Linked DNA regions of Mus musculus: region 2 is linked to region 1. Evidence: chromatin contacts called from public HiChIP or PLAC-seq data. All regions are on one chromosome and are shown on one strand. The core of a region is the stretch at or near the end of the contact, and the rest is flanking DNA. Distances in the headings are between cores, read along the strand shown.

Region 1 (3,946 bases), core at 536-3,035:
TCCAGCTGTCCTCCTGGGTATCTTGTTAAACCTTCTTAGATCTGTTTTTCAAGTGAGCAGAGCAGAAGTGGCATGCTGGAGGAGGGGCTAAAAGCAACCTGATTTTTCAGTTGGCTACAGCTGTTAATGCCAGCAGGAGGATTAGCTTAGTTGTGTGATGCCTGCAACTTGGCCGTGGATCTCCCTCATCCCTACCTATAATAGCATCCGTTTTACTAAGTTGAAGATAACACTCAAAAAACGTTGTTAATTCACCCTGAATGAGATCATGTGAGTCTGAAAGAGGAGAAAAAAAATGGATCTGTAAACCATTATTATAAAAATCGAAGTTTCACTTAATTCACTCTATGTTGTTTTATTCAATGCAAGATGTGGCAGACTAAGTGACGCATGTAGTATCTCATTTTTTTTCCTCTATACAAACTGAGAGACATGGGCTATAACTTCTTTCTGGTAAAGAAACCATGGTAACAGAGAGGATAGAGTTATCATTTACCATCATGTGGGACTCTCCTGGGAAAACCGGTTTGAGGATGGAGACCAAAGGAATTATTTTAAACATGTCAACTAGGATATGTCTGTTCAATATCAAGTGGTGATTGCAAAGAAAACACTAGGGAGAATGTCTGAACTAGAGATGTAAATTCGGAAGTCACCAACACTCAGGTGTTAGATAATACAGAGCAAAAACTAACTGTAGGCATGGATAGAGTATGAGATGGAAGAGAGACAGGGTTCAAAGTCTGAGATCTGGAGTTAAGTCATAAGAAGGATGTGAGTTAACTGGCAAAGAAGAGCACTGGAAATAAGAGAGTAAGGAAGGAGAGAAAACAGGAGAGTGGCACACGGTGAAGGCAGACTTTATTGAGATTTGCAAACTCTATCAACAAACGAAACATCCCAGTACAATTTCAGCCCAGTTTTCTTTGGCCCAAGATACTCTCCATTTTTACACACTGTAGCACAGATGTGAAAACGTCTTCTTGACTGTCTAAATAGTAAATACGTGAAATTTTGTGGGTCAATATGCAAGATCAAGTCCATCAAGCAGTCTTTAATAGTCAGTGAAAATACATTTTAGCCTAAGGACCATGAACAAATGAGAGAGAGAGAGAGAGAGAGAGAGAGAGAGAGAGAGAGAGAGAGAGAGAGAGAGAGAGAATATCTCAAATCTGGTCTCTGGCCACCACCTATATTTCACCATATTATTCCCTCTAGTTTTAGAACACTGTTACATAATGATTATTCTTAGGCATCTTCTTTTTCCTTTGTTAGTATATACATATAATGTATAATATATGAATACATATATAAATAGAGAGACTATATATACATGAATACATAATACATGAACACACAAACATATGGATAGAACATGACCAATCTGTACAATGTTACATGTATGTGTATTTTCAGGGCTGACCATTTGGTATTGGATAACCAGTTATTGTGCTCTTCCCAGGGAAAACTGTTTCCCCTACTCTCAGCATTCTTTAATTGCCTGTAGTTTGGATATGTCAGTATCAAAATAACCCCACATTCACTCAAGGAAGTCCATTTCATTATTATATCTTAAGACTGAATTTTTTTTATTTCAATAAAGATAGCAGTTTTATTTCTTCCCCAAGGCACTATTTTCTGTTCTGTTTTACCTAGCTTCATAGTTGCTGAAGAAATGGAGCATGGGAGCAAGCAAACGATTTGCATGAGTGTGTTTGTCATAGATCATGACCTCCAAAGTGGTTTCTTCCTTGACAGTGTGACAAAGGAAAGGGGATTTCCCTCTACTCTTGTTTTACCCTCTTAATGTCACAAGCAAATTCACTGAAACCTCAAGGAAGGTACAGATCACCCTGTCCTTCAATGTCATAGCAAGGGTATCATTATGATTCACCACCATAGCACGTGAACCCTGCTCACAGAAGCACCTTTCCCAAGAAGGTAACGTTCAAAGTCACTATCACTCCTACTCTTTTTTTTTTTTTTTATTTTATTTTTTTTCCATTTTTTATTAGGTATTTAACTCATTTACATTTCCAATGCTATACCAAAAGTCCCCCATATCCACCCACCCCCACTCCCCTGCCCACCCACTCCCCCTTTTTGGCCCTGGTATTCCCCTGTACTGGGGCATATAAAGTTTGCAAGTCCAATGGGCCTCTCTTACTTTCTTCCTACTAAAAGTCAGTTCAGAGACCCAGTGCTATCTGTTGTATGTACTCTCCTCTTGAGAATCACATTATGTCTACCTACCTCCATCCCACCTCAATCCCATCAGAGCTACCGACGTGAAATCCACTCACAGATAACATTCCAAATTCCTTGGGATTTTGTTTCCCAAGTGCCATTCTCCTATAAACTATTGTACAAGGACAAATAGCCCCATTGAGCAAACAGCACAATATGCTCTCCTCATCAACTCTCAAGACACGTGTATTTGCAGGTATTTCTAATCAATCATGAAGTGACTGCTGTTGGAAATTCTACCAGAGGTCAACCTACCTCCTTATAATTGTTCCTACTTAGGAAAACATCGAATTACCATAACCAATGATGTTTTTTGTTGAGTAGGCTATATGTAGAAAAGGATTATTTAAAAGAAAAGTAAAGAAAAAACCCAGCTTCCCCAAGCTCAGGTGCAGCCCATCTTCTTCTCCATCCTCTTTAGTGCTGAGTCTTGTCTCTCGGATTGTGCTTCTTTCTTTCCTGCTGTTGTGTTATTAATGACCAAGGGCCACTTTAGTGACCAGCCAGCTATTCCAGAAAACCAAACCTCATTGTTTCTCGAATCTGGAATATGTCTACTCTAGACACTTTATGACCAACTCAAATAAGGATTGCTATTTATTCTGAAGGCTTGATAATATAAATAAAACAAATAATAAACCACCTTATATTTGAATTTCTAACTTTTCCTTTTTTGGATGCAGAAAAATAACCCCCAAACAAGGTAGATATAGCCAATGAATATATATTTTTAAAACTCATGTGTCCCTTCATTTGGTTTTTGTTTTGTTTTAAGATTCATTTATTTATTTATCTATTATATATACAGCATTGTCCCTGCATGTGTGCCTGCAGGCTATAAGAAACACTAGATCTCATTATAGATGGTTATGAGCCACCATGTGGTTGCTGTGTTGAATTCAGTACCTCCAAAAGAACAGCACTGCTCTAAATATCTGAGCCATCTCTCCAGCCCCACAGTGAATGTATTTTTTAAAACTGTGGGTGGGATTTCCCACAACTCTTTTTTTTTTTTTTTTCATTTAGAGCTGAGGACTGAACCCAGGGCCTTGTCTTGCTAGGCAAGTGCTCTACCACTGAGCTAAATCCTCAACCCAACAGTGAATGTATTTTAAGCCATGGTAAACAAATGCTTATTTGTGTCCAGATGGCAGATTTGAAGAGTCACCAAAGGTTTGGAAGGATGATTCTAAGACCTGGGTTATAGACTATGAGACCTGTGTGAGCAGGTGGTGAAAGCTTTTCACCCAGTGAAAACTGTTGGTGGATTTGACTTGGAATTGTTGTAGACATGGGGAAATATCAAGCAGAAAAATGGCCAGAATACAGGGTGATCACTGAGGAGTCAAACTCAAGTGTAGGCTATTATACTGGAGCCAGGGTGCCATGCAGGGAAGACTGAGGGAGGGGTACAGAGAGAGACAGCAAGAGAATGACATGAACATAGAGAGGTAAAGAGATGGAAAGGAAAGAGGAGGAAGAGGAGGAGAAAGAGTAGAAGAGGAAAGGAAGTCAGGAGAGGAAAGGAAGGGAGGGGAGGGAAAAGAAGGGGAGGAGAAGAAATCACAGGAGAGCAGAGGAGGGGGTGGAGAGGAGAGGACAGGACAAGAGAGGAGAGGGCAGGGGAAGAGAGGAGAGGAGAGCAGAACACAAGAGAGTGCTCAAACTTTGAAGGCATATGAGACAGGCTTGTTTCCCT
Region 2 (3,946 bases), core at 951-3,450, 830 kb before region 1:
ACCAAGGGGCCTTCTCAGGACCAAGGGCCTCTCCTCCCATTGATGCCAGATAAGGTCCCTTCAGCTCCTTCAGCCTTTCATCTAACTCCTCCATGGGGTCCCCATGCTCAGTCCGATGCTTGCTGTCAGGAGCCTGATACAACTGTCTCCTAAGAGATTCTGCCAGATCCTGACCAATACATATGTGGAATCTTAGAGTTTCCACTGCTGTAATATAACACTGAGCAAAAGCTTATTTCAGACTAGACTTCTAGATAAAGATCCATCACTGAGGGAAGTCTGGGCAGGAAAACAAGCATGGAAGGTTCGTGAAAGCAGGAACTGAAGCAGAATCCTTTCTAAGACTTGCTTCTTGTAGCTTGCTCAGTTGGCTTTGTAACAAGAATCAGGACCACTGGCCCATGGACGGCAGAATCATTGTGGGATGGGTCCTCCAACATCAGTCTTCAACCAAGAAATTGCTCCACAGGCCAATCTGGTAGGGAGAGTTTTCTCAATTGAGGTTTCTTCTTTACTGATAATTTTAGCTTGTATCAAGTTGACAGTTGTGGCAGTGCGGAGAGAGAAGTGGGGGAAAGGCATGACTGTGGACAAAATTACTCTAGAGCTGGGTCTTGATCCTGAAGATGTTAGGCATAGAGTAGCATGGCCAGATTTGGTCTTCAGTAAGTCACAGCTGTGAAACTGTGGAAGATAACTGAAAGGTTGTGTCTTCTTTACATAATGGGACAAAGCACACAGCCACCTCTGCCCATCACTCACTGTTGAGTGTAGTCTGAAGCCTTCCAAACATAGTCCTCTTCTTTCACAGCAGGGAGGCTTGCAAAGTGTCTCAGGGAATCCTCTCGCTTGGTAGACTCAAATGGAAGACCAGCCCTGACTATTCAGAAAGTCAAAATGTCCAAGGCATTATGAAGTGCAGTGGTGAGCGTTGGTGGGGCCCTGCAGATACGTTGTGAAAGCAGAATTAAGACCCAGGTGGCTGTACACTCTCTTAGCTTTTTGCACACCCTAGGGTGTTGGCTAGCACTGAGCTGTTGTACAACTGTGGGTTTTGCAAACTTGAGCTCAAAAGTTCCTTTCCCAAACCTGCTTCCTCCACATACTCCACCCTGTAACCTCACTCATCTGTGAAAATTTGGGGTCTCAGGGTATGAAGTAAAACTGAAAGTTCTAAAACAACGCTGGAGATCTCTGTTATCATGTCCTCCCCCAATGCCCCTATCAAGTCTGTTACCCTGCTTTGAACATACCTGTAATTCAGAGATGAAGTAAAAGAGCACTGGGCATACAGTCTAGATTATTGCTTTTGATTCTTGATCTATAGCTTTTGTGCATTTGACTGGTAATCCCTTTAACCCCCCCCCCCCCAAATGCCTCAGATGTCCAATCCCTGAAATAAAAACTCAACTAAAAGATGCCTGAGGGCTTCAAACTCATGGTGTGACTCCAGGAGCATCTGGCCCTGTGTGCTAAAAGATGACGAAAGGAACCAGCTACAGTCATACCAGTGTAAGACAGCCAAAACATCGCTAAGAGATTCCCAAATGATGCTGTAGACAAGTGCCTAGAAATACTGAAGTCCCTTAGCTCTTTTGTCAAAGGAGAAGAGGAATCTACACAGAAATACCTTACATTCTCATTTGTACCAAATAAGTTCACACATAGAAAGAACTCCCCAGAGAATCTTCTCAAGGTCATTCCTGGCCTGGGTGGCTTTTTATTTCCTGATAGCTTTTTGCAAGTGAAGTACACTATCTCGGTAATAAATCTTGTTTATACCTCCTGAGCACCATGGATTTGCTGTTCATTCTTTTGGAAATCAATGATGACTTAGAGATGATGTAACATTTAATCTGATGCAAAGTAACTAAATAGGAGTCATTGTTTTTTCTAAGCAACTCTCTATCAACTCTCATTTTTCCTGAATAAGCCTTAAGGCTTCTCAGAGATAAACAGTGACTTTTCTCCACTAAAATATTTACTTTCTGAAAGGAAAAAAAAAGCAACTTGCCTGGTCCTCCCGGTATGCTTTCTAAGAACCACAAATGTTTGGTCCCACAAAGGCACAGACCATATTAGCTTACACTTAGGACAGGAGCTTTGATGATAGCAGAACTTCTGAGTCACACTTAAGTCTTTGGGCAGATGTGCAACAATCTCATCTCTGGTTTTCAGTGGTCGGTATACCAGTTTCTCGTTTCCTACAACTGACATCACCATGGCTTTCTTTGTAGCTTAGACCAAAATCTCAACACAGTGTGTCAGTAACTACTTGAGAAACAGAATAGAAGTGACAAAATGAAATAGAAAAGCCCAAGAAGCTATGATATACATGGATAGTCCTTTGTAGGACAAATAAGGGAGAAAGAGAGGGAAAGCAGTTAGAAACCTCTAGTTCCTGGACTTACATGAAAGTAAGATAAAATAGGGTTGGCAAGATGACTCTGTGAGTAAAGGCTGAGCCTTTGTTCCCTGACCCTTCATGATAGGAACAGAAAAATGAGTCTTAGAAATTGCCCTCTGACATCTATTCATAAGCATGCTGGGGCATAAACACACACACTTCCTTTATATATATATAGTTAAATAGTTAAATAGTTAAATAGTTAAATAAATAAATAAATAAATAAATAAATAAATAAATAAATAAATAAATAAGCAAGCTTGGGAAAACCTCCTTGCCACCTGGACTGAAGTTGTTTGCATGCATTTGTCTCATATCAGTAACACTTCAGTCTCTTGTCCAGCCCTATCTCCCAAGCTCTAGAGTATGACAGCCAGCTCACTACTAGTTATCTACTTGGATACCCAATCCACCCCTCAAACTTCACATATCCAAAACTGTCCTCTTCCTCCTCCCTATCAAACCTGTACCCCTCGCAGCCTCCACACCACATAGGATAGCAATCTGGCTTTGCTGTGCAAAGGCCACACTACGATTCTAGTATGGTTCCCTCCTTCCATCATAGCCCACATCCTATTTGTCAGGTAAGTCCATTGTGTGTTCTCTCTCATCAGCCCTACCATCACCATTCCAACCTAACTATCCCCTCCTGTCACCCATATGACAGGAAAACTCCACTCATTTCCCCATCTTCTCTTCACCCTACTATAATCTGCCCTAGGCTTAGCAGCCTAACACATCATCTTAAAGTATATCTTATGCTAACCCTGCATTCAACAATATTACATTTATTTATTCTTTGCAAACATCAATGTTTCTTAATACAATGACTCAAAAGACCCTATGTGAACCCATCTCCATTATGTCTCTTACCTCATCATTTCACTGAAATCTCATCAGGTTATCACCGTAGGGCCCACATTCAATGTATCCACTGTTGTTTGTAAATGATCATCTCACCGTTGAGTGCCATGCTAAACAACATTTGAAGTCTCACATATGCATAATGCTCTGTAGTTTGCAAGTTACTTCTGGACATATTTTATTTAAGACTCGCAACAGTGTTGCAAGTTCTTGTTGAGAATTATTTTCCATATTTTAGGGATAATAAATCTGAACTCAGAAATGTTTTAAAATGTGTCCACATAAGTACTACTTGATAGTATCTTCTAGTGTAAATCTATTGGTGCCCGAAGAAGAAAGAAGAAGCAAATGAAGATTAATTCATTCTGTATTATTCTATAGTTTAAAGATCAAATGTTTCCCCCACCAGCAAACATTCGTGTATTTAAGATAGGTTTTCCAGGCTGGAGAGATGGCTCAGCAGTTAAGAGCACCAACTGCTCTTCCAGAGGTCCTGAGTTCAATTCCCAGCAACCACATGGTGGCTCACAACCATCTGTAATGGGATCTGATGCCCTCTTCTGATGTGTCTGAAGAGAGCAATGGTGTACTCATATACATAAAGTAAATAAATAAATCTTAAAAAAAAAAAAAGGTATGTTTTCCAAAATGATGATTTGGGTGTAGCTTTAACAG

The links. HiChIP or PLAC-seq counts read pairs in DNA pulled down with a chosen protein or histone mark.
Region 2: a contact with region 1 is called in a BATF HiChIP or PLAC-seq map of CD8 T cells, with 7 read pairs. The contact joins two enhancer-like sites. A contact is called at or near these places in 1 of 115 datasets of contacts at active chromatin or transcription factors (CD8 T cells) and 1 of 9 other capture datasets (embryonic stem cells).

The regions. Positions count from the first base shown.
Region 1 is chr15:61,544,665-61,548,610 of GRCm38.p6, reverse strand. No RefSeq gene overlaps it. Among named protein-coding and RNA genes, the nearest start is that of Gm24696, 190 kb to the right of the region's middle. Within about 2 kb of position 1,785, at least 20 of the 459 cell types and tissues checked have an H3K27ac peak or open chromatin away from gene starts, as enhancers often do. A contact at or near this core is called in CD8 T cells, where this site is marked.
Region 2 is chr15:62,373,020-62,376,965 of GRCm38.p6, reverse strand. No RefSeq gene overlaps it. Among named protein-coding and RNA genes, the nearest start is that of Gm41333, 290 kb to the left of the region's middle. Within about 2 kb of position 2,200, at least 6 of the 459 cell types and tissues checked have an H3K27ac peak or open chromatin away from gene starts, as enhancers often do. A contact at or near this core is called in CD8 T cells, where this site is marked.